Linked DNA regions of Arachis hypogaea: region 2 is linked to region 1. A link is a contact called in public Hi-C data. All regions are on one chromosome and are shown on one strand. The core of a region is the stretch at or near the end of the contact, and the rest is flanking DNA. Distances in the headings are between cores, read along the strand shown. Region 1 overlaps LOC112782244 (methyl jasmonate esterase 1). Region 2 holds the start of LOC112782789 (kinesin-like protein KIN-12D).

Evidence for each region. A called contact is a pair of places that touch in the nucleus more often than the background predicts.
Region 2: a Hi-C map of leaf shows a contact between it and region 1, with 7 times the contacts expected there. The contact joins the promoter of LOC112782789 here to the enhancer-like site in region 1. A contact is called at or near these places in 2 of 8 Hi-C or Micro-C datasets (both in leaf).

What each region holds. Positions count from the first base shown.
Region 1 is chr20:45,095,018-45,097,811 of arahy.Tifrunner.gnm2.J5K5, forward strand. LOC112782244 (methyl jasmonate esterase 1) reads left to right here. Exons shown (of 3, transcript XM_025824591.3): 3 at 1,182-1,587. The coding sequence ends at 1,466. Among protein-coding and RNA genes, the nearest start is that of LOC112782244, 13 kb to the left of the region's middle. Within about 2 kb of position 1,449, at least 2 of the 3 cell types and tissues checked have open chromatin away from gene starts, as enhancers often do.
Region 2 is chr20:45,548,842-45,551,635 of arahy.Tifrunner.gnm2.J5K5, forward strand. LOC112782789 (kinesin-like protein KIN-12D) reads left to right here and starts at 1,341. Exons shown (of 38, transcript XM_025825382.3): 1 at 1,341-1,573; 2 at 1,661-2,291; 3 at 2,401-2,556; 4 at 2,671-2,754. The coding sequence starts at 1,662.

The DNA.
Region 1 (2,794 bases), core at 199-2,698:
TACAAATATTATTCAACAATTTCATCATGATAAACTACTATCATCATCAACCACCACAATCATCAACAATTCTCGTTAACCCTCGTCAATATCAATACTCAATACACTCTCATCAATATCATTGTACAGTGCTGTGCTTGGCAGCTACGCTTGTGGCCTTGACGCTGCCATCTGCACTGGCGTTAACGTTGGAGCTTTCCTTCACTTGATCTCCTCTCTGCCTCTAATGACAAGGTCAATTTCCCACTTGATCACTTTTATGGTGTAAAGAATCTAGATTCACCGAATGAGCTTCCTGTCGCCAACTTCCATAGCTGCAAGCTTGCAACACAGATTCCATATCTTGGATTCATCATTCTTCTCTATTATTGATTTTATTATTCATGATCATGGCATCTAATTTTGACTGATAGGAAAAAGATCCTTTCTTTATCATTGCCGAACAAGTTTAGAAATCTGCAGGCAAGTATATTTTCCTATTTCTTTGTTTATCCGCTCCTTTCTTTTTTATAAAAAAAATAACAAAATAACTAAATAAGAATTCATAGCTTCTCTCTCAAGAGGAAATATATATTGAAATAATTCTTATAACAATTATCTCAAAAATAAAATTGTAATATATATTGAAATAAAATATTTTTAATTATTATATGATTCTATTTTTTTAAAAAGTATTGTTTGTGTACATTTTTTTAATTATGTTCTTTTTATGAATATATAAAATTAATTATTTTAATATCTTTATTAGATATATTTTAATAGAAATTAAAAATAATGACCATAAATGCAACGGCTTTAAATATAGAAAAAGTCTAGGGGCCAATACTTTTATTAAATTCTGACGGACACTTTTATCAAGTAATCTCACACCATTAAAAACATTATTAATTACTAATTAATGGCTATAAATTATATAATCTGGTTCCGTGACATTCCTCTTAAATATGTTGTCATGAATTTATTAAATGCATTTATAGTATTATTTATTAGGTATGTTTAATCTTAACTATTAAAACTAATTCAATAACTATAAATACATTTTTATATTCTCGTATAAAAATGTCATTTTCATGTGATATATTTCCTGTGTGTGTGTGTTTTTTTAATATGTTTACTCAATTGAAACTCAAAATGGACACCTAAATGAATTGATGATCAATTACGTCAAATTTTATTTACAGGACTGGATTCTAGCAACAACGTTGATGAGACCATTAAAATTATTCAGTCTTGATGATATAGTACGGGTGGTAACCCCATCAACCACAAGATATGGTTCTGTAAATCGTGTCTTCATTGTGTCTAAAAATGATCTTTTTGCCACTCTAGATTTTCAACAATTTATGATTGAAAACAATCCCCCAAATCGCACGGTTGAGATTGCTGGATCTGATCACATGGTCATGATGTCCAAGCCCATAAACCTTGCCCTTCAACTGCAATCCATTGCTGATTATTATGATTAACATATATAATTATGTTTTACACAAATAATACAATACAATACAATACAATACAATACTCCTTGCTATACATTATGAGTCATATGACAAATAAATAAAAATCCCATGCCCTGTTATTATGGTATTTGGCAATATCTTACAGATTACCTTCCTTTAGTACAATTTTATAAAAGAAAAGCAAAAAAAAAAAATTTACTTAATTGAGTTCAAAAAGCTGTTAACCAAGTATGACAGTAATGATGTATTCGTTTTTTTTTTTTTTGGAGGTGACAATAATGATGTATTTGTTTGAGTTTTGTATTTACATTTTTCATTCAGAAAGCTATCAAAATATGATTCAGCATTATGGGCCCAAGCCCTATTGTTAAATTTTCAAATCCATGATAAATAACCCAAGCATCTCTGATTAAAAACAAAAAAAGAAAAATCAAAGAAAATCCAAACATCATTATGAATTTATGACAAACAAAAACATCCTAGGTATAACTAGACAAAAACTGCTTATTCGCAACATTATATTTTAGCAGCAGTTTTGAATTTTCGATACTTCACTCCTCTGAAAATTTGCTAATTAATATTTTTTTAATAAATAAAAGTGTATATAGATAAGTACCCCATCAACTCATTATATTTAAATTTTGTTTTCAAATACAAGGAATGCCTATTGGCCCCCCAAAGGAATAAAATTAAACTAAATTGATGAATGTTTATATAGATATATTTATAAATTTCATATCAAATGAGTCATGTTTTTCAATACATCATATGATTTCTTTAAAGAGCAAAGACTGCCACATGTAACAACTTAATTAGGTGTTTAGGCAAATAGCAACAAGAAGCACTTTTCTTCTAGATTTAAAAATAGGGAAAATTATCGAAATGATTGAAAAGTTTGCATTATCCTTGCTGAATAGCATGATGTTAATTAAAAGTAAATAACTACTACGGAAACCAATTATATTTTCAGGCCTGTTCTACTTATAAATCTTTTTCAACCTCAACTAAATTGATCTAATAATTTATGAGACATGTTATAAATACAAGCTTTTTTTAACATATAAGTTTATATAAGTTAATCTTAACTCAACAAAATTTACTATTATAACGCGCGCGTAAAATTATGATGTTTCTCCTCCAACGTTTGTATTTCGCATTCCTTCTCCTTCTCCTCTTTTTTCTCTTTTTTCTTTGCGTTTTTTCTCCTTTTTCTTCGTATTCCTTCTTCTTCTTTGCGTATTTCATCTTTTTTGTCGTTCTTTTTATTGCTACTGTTGTTGCTGCACTTTTTTCTTCCTCCTCTTTTTATTGATTTTACAATATTATGTATTTTT
Region 2 (2,794 bases), core at 91-2,590, 450 kb after region 1:
CAAATGACAGTTTCTGATTTATTCACCGTTGGATCGAGTTGAAATTTGAACTGCGCATTCCTCTCATCTTGTTCTTCATTCTGGTCGGTGGAGAGGTTGATTGAAGGTTTGCAGTAGGAGAAATTGGCTTCGCAAGAGAGGAATTAGGTTTCCTATTTTTACACAGAGCAGCAATCTTTGAACGGCAATTTCTCATTCTTTCACCGTTGGATCGACGTGAAATTTAAACTGTAGATTCTTCATATCTTGTTCTTCATTCTGAAGGGTGGAGATTTTAATTGGAGGTCTGCAGAGGGAGAAATTGGCTTCGACAGAAGCTCTGTTTTTGGGTATATTTCATCTTCTTGCTTCTCATTTGTAAGCTTTGGTGATTTGATGTTTTAGCTGGTTACATGCACGTTTTTGTGCTTTGTTTGAGACTCTCTTATACCTCATTTGATTATAGTGGAGCTATTTCATTGGTCTGGACGACCCCGTGATTTTTACCTCTCACATTGAGGGGATTTTCCACGTTAAAATCCAAGTGTGTTCTTGTTATTGTTTTACTTGCTATATCTGCTTGTTATTGTTGCTGCTATATTATGTTGTGAGTGCTTCCATATTACTCTTGTGTTGAATATTTGTATTGTTTTCGCTGCTAGACTCTTTCACTAAAAATAAAATTATAAAAAAGAATTTATAATTTTTTTAATATATATTGATAAACTTTTTTAAAGAAATAACTCAATAATTATATGATAAAAAAAATAATATTCATATTAAAATATAATAAAAATATAATAAAGTTCGGCTTATCTATATTAAAATTTTATAATTCGTCTTTGCTCTCAATCCAACAAACCAAAGATCTAAGTACTATTAAAAATTTGTTGTTAATCAATAAATTATTATATAAGGCGAAATTTAAATCTTTAATACTTATTTAAACGAAATAGTGAATTAATCATTAAACCAAGCTAAGTTGATTTTACAAAACATTTTTTTGTTGGGGTCAGGTTTCATAACTTCATAGGAGAACAGTTCGTTTAAGCTCTGTGGCCCATTAATGCAAAAACGTGAATCATAGTTAATATAGCAATGGACCCAACTTAACCCAACTTAACTTAGCCGTTGAAAATTTGAATCCTTGCTTTAATTACAACCAACACGGTGTCAAGAACCCACATCCCAATGACAAAAATACCCTCGCAATTCGAACCATGAAACCGCGATTATGTACACAAATTTGAATCCTAGATCGAATCTCAGCCGTTTAATGTAAGTCCCTTTTCATTACTACTATTCCACTTCAAAATTTTCAAATCAAACGGAAAACAAAGCAAAGCCCTCCCCAAACCCTCACATCTAGCGTGAGAGAGAGAGAGAGAGAGAGAGAGAGTGTCTGTGTGCGTGTGCATGAATGAGTTCGAGTTCGAGTTCGAGTTAGAACACGATCTATGTTGAGCGATCCAGTTCTATCTCAAATCCCTAGCAAAAACTCCAATAATCCATCTTGAACAGGCAGGAAACAATTAAGGTTCAGAATTTCTCAAATTCGCAGATACGGGATTCTGTTCTTCAACTCCTCATTCAGGTATGAAATGAACACTGCAGTTTTTATTATTGTTTCTTTTTGTGTGCTTACTGCGTCATTTCTGATCTTTTTGTTTTTCTGTGGTAGAATGCTGAGAGATTCCAAGTTGACGCGCCGAAATCCAGTGAAAAACGAAGAGATCGAGAATGTGGATCCTTCGGATTCCGCATCTGCTGCTTCGAGCTGCGGCGAAGGTTCTAGACCTCCACTAAACACAATTCAGGAAGGGAGTTCTCTTAGCAAGATCGAGAGGACTCCTTCTAAGCTCCACAAAGCAAGAGGATCTGATCCACCTGTGCCGTTTCGCACGCCGGATAAGCACGCAGCAGGAGGATCAGTCCTGTCCAAGAACCGGTTCGGATGGAATCAGAAGAACGATGCAGTTTCCATGTGCGATGAGAGGAGGGGATCTGGTGCTGTGAGTAATGTCACTCCTAGGGTGACACGCACTGGAGGAAGAGCTGCTGCTGCTACCACGGCTTGTTCGGAGAGCAATTCGGTGCAGAGCACTCCGACAAAGAGTGTGACAAAGCCTCCTCCGAGCTCAAGTGTTCGGAGTAAGGCTGATGGAAGTTTCAGTGCTCGCTTGGGAAGCTATATTTCCTTGTATAAAGGGGTTCCTAGCTCGGCTGTTACCCCAACGGTTATTAACACTATCGAAGTGCCTCACTTTGATCTCAAGGAAGATCCTTCCTTCTGGATTAATCACAATGTACAGGTAAGATTAAGATATGTATCCCAATTGAGCTAATTAGCTTCTCTTTTTATTTATTTTTGGGTTTTTTTTTGGAAGGGGGTTTTGAATTCTAATGCGAAAACTTGGTTAGGTTATTATTCGTGTTCGCCCCCTCAATAGCATGGAGAGGAGTATGCATGGTTATAACAGATGTTTGAAGCAAGAAAGTGCGCAGTGCATTACTTGGGTTGGGCAACCGGAATCTCGATTCACATTTGACCATGTTGCATGTGAAACAGTAGACCAGGTGTGTTAGCATTGAAAAGAGAGGTTGATGCACGGATTCACTGGATGAAGTTGTTAATTTCTTCTGTCTCTCTCTTTTTATTATTTATTTAGTTATTTATTTATTTTTATGTAGGAAATGATTTTCCGAATGGCTGGTCTTCCAATGGTAGAAAACTGCCTTTCAGGATATAACAGTTGTATGTTCGCATATGGACAGGTATTATGCTGAATGGATTAGTCTAATTGTTATTCTGTTA